Regions from separate parts of the Mus musculus genome. Here region 1 is linked to region 2. The links are chromatin contacts, called in public Hi-C maps. All regions are on one chromosome and are shown on one strand. Each heading gives the region's core, a stretch centred on a gene start, on an enhancer-like site or on the middle of the called end of the contact. The rest is flanking DNA. Distances are from core to core; before and after follow the strand shown. Region 1 overlaps Fndc3a (fibronectin type III domain containing 3A). Region 2 overlaps Fndc3a (fibronectin type III domain containing 3A).

Evidence for each region. A called contact is a pair of places that touch in the nucleus more often than the background predicts.
Region 1: a Hi-C map of B cells shows a contact between it and region 2, with 1.9 times the contacts expected there. The contact joins two enhancer-like sites. A contact is called at or near these places in 3 of 39 promoter capture datasets (the 3T3-L1 cell line, the C10 cell line and frontonasal cranial neural crest), 9 of 484 Hi-C or Micro-C datasets (B cells, the C3H10T1/2 cell line, the HPC-7 cell line and 6 more), 7 of 115 datasets of contacts at active chromatin or transcription factors (the 230-238 cell line, CD8 T cells, bone marrow-derived macrophages and 2 more) and 3 of 9 other capture datasets (adipose tissue, liver and pancreatic islet).

The regions. Positions count from the first base shown.
Region 1 is chr14:72,679,797-72,683,768 of GRCm38.p6, reverse strand. Fndc3a (fibronectin type III domain containing 3A) reads left to right here. Exons shown (of 26, transcript NM_207636.2): 2 at 1-135. The coding sequence starts at 37. Among named protein-coding and RNA genes, the nearest start is that of Fndc3a, 28 kb to the left of the region's middle. Within about 2 kb of position 1,613, at least 14 of the 459 cell types and tissues checked have an H3K27ac peak or open chromatin away from gene starts, as enhancers often do. A contact at or near this core is called in B cells and memory CD8 T cells, where this site is marked.
Region 2 is chr14:72,600,740-72,604,553 of GRCm38.p6, reverse strand. All of the region lies in intron 3 of Fndc3a (fibronectin type III domain containing 3A), which reads left to right. Among named protein-coding and RNA genes, the nearest start is that of Fndc3a, 110 kb to the left of the region's middle. Within about 2 kb of position 1,438, at least 368 of the 459 cell types and tissues checked have an H3K27ac peak or open chromatin away from gene starts, as enhancers often do. A contact at or near this core is called in B cells and memory CD8 T cells, where this site is marked.

The sequences.
Region 1 (3,972 bases), core at 364-2,863, 79 kb before region 2:
TGGAGGGCTTTCCGGTATATTGATGCCTTATTGATAATGGCAGAACACCCGCCTTTGCTAGACACAGCTCAGATTTTAAGTAGCGACATCTCTCTTCTGTCTGCCCCTATTGTAAGTGCAGATGGAACACAACAGGTAAGGAAACAGAAATATGTTTTACCTCATGTCTTTGTCATTGTGGATTTTTTAGCCTAAAGGGCTGCTGTCTTTGCTATTGAATAACCAGTAGAAGTAGGCTTTTGTTTTTGCTTTCCCCTAGGAAAGTTTTGTCTTGGTTTTTGTTTTCATATGTGCTCACACACCTTCTTAAGCTTCACCTTCTTTTTGCTGACTTGCTTTTCAGGGTCAGATGGAAGTCCTGTAAGGTTTTATTTTCCCCCACACTAATCACAGCTGTGGCAGATACTTATGTACTTTCATGAGTCCCTGATAGATTTTTGTTAACATATGTTGCCTGAGGCCAGTCACTGACTTCAATATGAATCTATTAATGAGTTAACCACAGCATATTGCCCTGGTTGCCTGGTAATAACTGTATTCTGTTGCCCTGGTTGCCTGGTAATAACTGTATTCTGTTGCCCTGGTTGCCTGTTAATAACTGTATTCTGTTGCCCTGGTTGCCTGTTAATAACTGTATTCTGTTGCCCTGGTTGCCTGTTAATAACTGTATTCTGTTGCCCTGGTTGCCTGTTAATAACTGTATTCTGTTGCCCTGGTTGCCTGGTAATAACTGTATTCTGTTGCCCTGGTTGCCTGGTAATAACTGTATTCTGTTGCCCTGGTTGCCTGTTAATAACTGTATTCTGTTGCCCTGGTTGCCTGGTAATAACTGTATTCTGTTGCCCTGGTTGCCTGGTAATAACTGTATTCTGTTGCCCTGGTTGCCTGTTAATAACTGTATTCTGTTGCCCTGGTTGCCTGTTAATAACTGTATTCTGTTGCCCTGGTTGCCTGGTAATAACTGTATTCTGTTGCCCTGGTTGCCTGGTAATAACTGTATTCTTCTGTTGCCCTGGTTGCCTGGTAATAACTGTATTCTGTTGCCCTGGTTGCCTGGTAATAACTGTATTCTGTTGCCCTGGTTGCCTGTTAATAACTGTATTCTGTTGCCCTGGTTGCCTGGTAATAACTGTATTCTGTTGCCCTGGTTGCCTGGTAATAACTGTATTCTGTTGCCCTGGTTGCCTGGTAATAACTGTATTCTGTTGCCCTGGTTGCCTGTTAATAACTGTATTCTGTTGCCCTGGTTGCCTGGTAATAACTGTATTCTGTTGCCCTGGTTGCCTGTTAATAACTGTATTCTGTTGCCCTGGTTGCCTGGTAATAACTGTATTCTGTTGCCCTGGTTGCCTGGTAATAACTGTATTCTGTTGCCCTGGTTGCCTGGTAATAACTGTATTCTTCTGTTGCCCTGGTTGCCTGGTAATAACTGTATTCTGTTGCCCTGGTTGCCTGGTAATAACTATATTCTGTTGCCCTGGTTGCCTGGTAATAACTGTATTCTGTTGCCCTGGTTGCCTGGTAATAACTGTATTCTGTTGCCCTGGTTGCCTGGTAATAACTGTATTCTTCTGTTGCCCTGGTTGCCTGGTAATAACTGTATTCTGTTGCCCTGGTTGCCTGGTAATAACTGTATTCTGTGGAGAGAAGACACACTACCAGGCTGAGCCATAACCACAAAGACTTAGGTCTTGTTTTTCTTCTCTCAAAAAGGAGATTTTACTGGTAAAGTTCCATAGAATCTGAGGCTGTGAATAGCAGCAGTAGTACAAATGGCTGTTGAGAACAGCACACACTAAAGCATTAATCTGGGATGGTGGTCCAATAGCTGTGGTAGAATATATAAAACCATACAGCATAGGCTGGAGAGATGACACAGCCATTTAGAGCACTTACTTTTCTTGAAGAGGGTCCAGGTTCAGTTCCCACCATTCCATATAGTAGCTTTCAACTGTCCTTAGTCCCAGTGTCCTGGGCTTTGGGATATCAGGCACACATACACAGTGCACTTACATATATACACACAAAACACTCATATGCATAAAATTAAATCTTAAAAAATGTACAGCAGATAATAATTGAAGATAAACAGACAATAAAGGTGACAGTGTATGTTGTTAATACTGGTTCAAAACCTGACTAAGTCAGAGCTTGCCTGCGAGACGAGGCATCAGTAGGTGCCTGGAAAAGGAGCACACTACAGACAGAGGAGCATGCATGCAGGAATGGTGTGGGAATTCCAAGGCAACAGATACTCTCTTCTGTTGTCTTGACTTTCTCAGTCAAGTTTTTCTTGTATCTCTTGGAATCAAATTAACTTTCTTATGTTTGATTACTAAGATTACCTCTCCCTCAGAAATGCTTTTATCTACCTCTGTGTTGTATTGGCTGTAGTGGGCTTAGCTGACGGATTGCAGAGGACTCTTTTGACATATAGTGCAGCTTTTACAGAAACAGTGACAGGCATTTCTTATCCCTATCATGGCTGCTGAACCTGTTTTGGTTTTGCCTTCTTTCTAGTAAGTTTTTGTTTTTGGTTTTTGTGACACGGTCTCACTGTGTAGCTTGGAGTGCCCTAGAACTTGCTATGTAGACCTGGCCATCTGATTATTCATAGAGATCTCTCAGCCTGTACCTCCCAAGTGCTGAAATTGAAGGTGTGTACTACTACACCCAGTTATTAATAGATTGTGTTAGTTTAATAATTTTATTCATTTGAAATTGTAATATTGATATATCATTTCCCCCTTTTTTCCCTCTCACACACCCCTTCCCCCTCTTGCTGTCTTTTTTTTTTTAATTTTTTTTATTATGTATTTTCCTCAATTACATTTCCAATGCTATCCCAAAAGTCCCCCATACCCTCCCCCTCCACTCCTCTACCCACCCATTCCCACTTTTTGGCCCTGGCGTTCCCCTGTACTGGGGCATATAAAATTTGTGAGTCCAATGGGCCTCTCTTTCCAGTGATGGCTGACTAGGCCATCTTTTGATACATATGCAGCTAGAGTCAAGAGCTCCGGGGTACTGGTTAGTTCATAATGTTGTTCCACCTACAGGGTTGCAGATCCCTTTAGCTCCTTGGGTACTCTCTCTAGCTCCTCCATTGGGAGCCCTGTGATCCATCCAATAGCTGACTGTGAGCATCCACTTCTTTGTTTGCTAGGCCCCAACCTAGTCTCACAAGAGACAGCTATATCAGGGTCCTTTCAGCAAAATCTTGCTAGTGTATGCAATGGTGTCATCGTTTAGAGGCTAATTATGGGATGGAACCCTGGATATGGCAGTCTCTAGATGGTCCATCCTTTTGTCTCAGCTCCAAACTTTGTCTGTGTAACTCCTTCCATGGGTGATTGTTTCCAATTCTAAGAAGGGGCAAAGTGTCCACACTTTGGTCTTTGTTCTTCTTCAGTTTCATGTGTTTTACAAATTGTCTCTTATATCTCGAGTATACTAAGTTTCTGGGCTAATATCCACTTATCAGTGAGTACATATCATTTGAGTTCTTTTGTGATTGTGTTACCTCACTCAGGATGATGCCCTCCAGGTCCAACCATTTGCCTAGGAATTTCATAAATTCATTCCTTTTAATAGCTGAGTAGTACTCCATTGTGTAAATGTACCACATTTTTTTGTATCCATTCCTCTGTTGAGGGGCATCTGGGTTCTTTCCAGCTTCTGGCTATTATAAATAAGGCTCTTGCTGTCTTTCAAAGTCATGCCTTTTATTGTTAAATGTGTGAAACTACACACACAGAGACATGTACACACTGATCAGTCTGTATTATGTTGTCTGTATGGATATGACTTCAGGGCTGACAGGCTGACCACTTGATTGCTGGATAACCTATTGGGGAAGTCTTCTTGGAGGAGACTTATCCCCGACTAGGCATTCCCAGTCCTTGCCCATAGATCTTTGGCTGTGGCGGGGGGGGGGGCGGGGGGGCTGGAGGGGGACCTCTTGCTTTCCCC
Region 2 (3,814 bases), core at 189-2,688:
AGAGAAATCATAGATCTAGAGTTTGGACATTGAAGTCATTGACCTGACAGCAAGTGTTGGGGCAGAAAGAAAAAAAAAAAAAAAAACAACTCACTGACTGTCAAAATAGCATAGGAGGGCAGAGTGGCGCAGTGAGAGAGAACAGGGAAGTAAGCGCCCATCCCACAGCCTCAGGGGAAATGCATTCATAATGGAATAAAAGGTCAGCTATTACCCTTTTCCACTTTAAACCAGTGTCTCTTCTCCTCTGGCCTCTGACTTGCTTTTATTGAGTCAAGTTGCCAGGGGTGTGTCCTGCCAGGTTTTTTTTTTTTTTTTTTTTTTTTTTTTCTTCTTCAGGAAAGACACTGGGCCTTTAAATAGGGCCTGGCCTTTAACATGTGATTATATGAAGCAACCCTGCCTTTGCCTATGTACCCTCAAGTTACTTATCTGCTCCTGCCTCAGCTTCTCTAGTAATGATACCTCAGTTTGCGTTAACAAGTAGGACACTCCACATGGTTCGTCTCACTGTGTAATCTTTAGTTTTGAGAGTCAGCGATCATACTTTTACTTACAATAACTATCAGTTACTGAGAGGTCCTAAACAGTGTATTTCATGTACTAGTTTGTCTAACTTGATTCTGCAACAGTGCTTTGAGGTTGATCATTTTAACCTTTCCACAGGAGACAGAGCCCAATAGTAGTACATTTGCCATGCTAGTAAGTATCGGAGCTCATTTTAACTTTTAGTATCACCTAGTACCCAAATCCATCTTCCCCACTGTGGTGCGTGTCACAGATCCCAGCCATTGCTTGTGTATGTAAGCAGTTGATAAAGTTCCTCTGAACTTATATGCCCTCTTAAGTAATTTACGGGGCGTATTTTTTTTCCAAAAGAATAAGTTTTCACCTCAATTAACTGAGTATTTTTCACATTCCTGCTTTAAGAATACTATCCACCAAGGATCTTTCCTTAATGTCAAGAGTAAGTTCTATTTTTAAAATAATCACTAAAAACAAAGTACACTGACTATAAAAGCAGAAGCCTTCATTAGCTTTTAAGGAAAAACAAAACAAGCCTGAAATATATTCCACCTGTAAGGAACTTGTCATTTAATTCTATTGTGTGGGCAATTCTCTGTGTGTTATAGGCATAGCTTGAGTATCGAGCATGAAATGATCACAAACTATACACTCATATTTTGGATCAAGGCTTTGAATTCATTTTACCCCAATCTTTCTATGTGAAAAAGCAGCAGGCTGCGTTAGTCAAACCGCGAACACAAAGAGGATGGTTTTCCATCGCGTGCCTATCCACCAGGTTCTTTTGATTAGGGTTTACTTTGGCTCTTAAGGCAGAACGCGTTGCAGTCAGGAAAGCAGCTGAAGAAGCCTTTAAGTGTTTTGTTTCAGTAGCGCCCCAGCGTACCCTCTGCGCTGTTTCCTCTCCCGGTCTTTCCCGGTTCACTGCGGGTCATGTGATACCGGTCACGTGACTCGGTCAAAGGATCTTTTCCTCTTACCAGCTTTGAGGAAAAAAAAAAAAAAGCGAAACTGTTCTCCAATTAAAGCTGCTAACGTGTACTACGCCGTTTCCTTGTTGGGTTTTCTTGTTCGCTGGCTGCTGCTCCTGTAGAAACAAAATGAGTGGTAAGATTTGCTGATTTTGAACATTCGCTTTTATTTGAAAACATAGGAAGCTTTTGTATTAACCTAAAGCCGTGTTGTGTGTTTTTAGTGCCAAATCTGTTCGCTTTAGAAATACTACATATTGTTATGTGGTTATGAAAATTGTAGACTCTATGAGCTAGAGTGATTTTAAATCTCATAGCATGCCCCATTCTGGCTGGCCTCTTGATTTTTTTCGTCTTTTCTCTTTTAAGACTGATCAGAAAATTGGCATCAGGTAATTTGGAAGCCATTGTGTGCGGCAGGAGTCAGCAGTCAGCAGTCCGTTGTTTATTTAATTTTAAATGCTTAGACAAATCTGTAGTTTTGGGTTTTTTCTAAAAGAAATAAAGAAAAAATTGAATATGAATGGTAGATTAAGAAAGACGATAGGTTTAGTTTATGTTAGGTAAAATGAACTAGGTATAAATCATTGATGGTACCTTTAAGAATTGGGATGGGAAGTTTTTCATATTTAAGGCAAATGACAAACAGAATTGTACCCACTTTTGCAGATTTTAAAAATAAGTAGGCCCTTAACAGTAATGTAATCACTCTGCTTTGGGGTAGCTTTTGCCTAAAGCTTGTCAATTCTGAAGGAGCTGTTAGGTGTAGCTACAGTTGTTCAGGTACAGCTTTCTTGTGCCAGGTGGACATGTTATGTACTCCTATAACAGGTTTGCTTCTTCCCTGGACACAGTCTGCTTTGCTGCATACAAATTTAAGACAGTTTGCAGTTAATTTTCTAGAACTTTCTGAGTTAGAAAGTACTGTTGGACCTGAGAGGTAGTCAGGCATTGTGTCAGTGAGTGTCCAGGGTTTAGAGTTTGATGCAGGACAAGCAACATGGTGCTGCCAGCATTGTGGATCTGAATATCAGTACTTGTGTTTACTGTCTATGTATTGGGGGTGTGGCAGGTTTGTGTTCAGTGTTGAATATATCCCACCATTATTTTAGATAAATGTACATAGCACTGATAAATTATCTTTTTAAAATCTAACTGTGTGGCATTTCTGCCTCCGAACTAGAAAATTTACTTAAGTAGTCAAAGTGATCACGTCATAAAGGAGTCCTTTGTGAAACTAAATGATGACTTGTTCCAGCAGCTATCAAAGTAAACTGTGAGCTGAGTCCAGTGGCACATGTCTGTAATCCTAGCATTGTGGAGGCTGAGATGGGAGTGTGGGTGCATCGCCTGAAAGTTACTGCTCTAATAGCCACAGAGAAACAGAACACCGGGTTTAGTTGTTCTGCTTTGAAGATGCCTGTCTGCTTTCTTTCATTTCCACATCATCTTCATCAATCTCTGTCTGGCATTAATGACTTGACACAAGGTTCAGCATGGCAGTGGGTGCAAAGAGCCTGCAGTCTAAGCTTAGTACATAGAGCTCAGTAAAGTTTCCTTGACTAAGTAAACAAATGCAATTTTCAATAAAATCTCTAGTTCTCAGCCAATTTCCACATTTTATAAATAATATCTAGGGCGGATCTTACAATTTAGAAGGCTAGTTTACTGGTTTATGTGAATTAGTTAATGAATAAAGTGACCATTAGTGTACAACTGTTCCCCTTTCTCCAGAGAGCAGAAATGTATTTTGAATGAAGCCTTTCTAAATAGAGATTTTAAAGAGGATCTCACAAATGCTGTTTAGCAAATTAATAGGTAGCATTTACTTAAATTTAGAATTGTGGTCCTGCTTTCTGTTATGTTTTTCAAGGAAATAAAAACAAAGGTAGACTTAATTTCCTTAAAGACAAGATCTAATGACTCATGGCAGTTACTGACAGTGAGAAGCATTTCAATGTTCATGTGATGTATATCCTAAGAAATGAAACTGTTAGCTTTTAAATTCCAACTGAACCACTTGAGCAAAGTTAAGTTCCCTCTGCCTCATTTTCTCTCCGGAAAATGGGTAATGTTAAATTTAGTTGCTTGATTAAATGATTATGAAGAGAAAAAGTACATTTAAAACGTGGCTTATAGTATTAGTGTTCATGAATTATGATTAAGATAATACTTAGAGGGGCTGGAGGGGTGACTCAGGACTTAAAAGCACTTGTTGCTCTTACAGAAGACCTGGGTTCAGTTTCTAGCATCCACATGGTGCCTCACAAGCATCCATAACTCCAGTCCCGGAGATCCAACACTCTCTTCTGACCTTC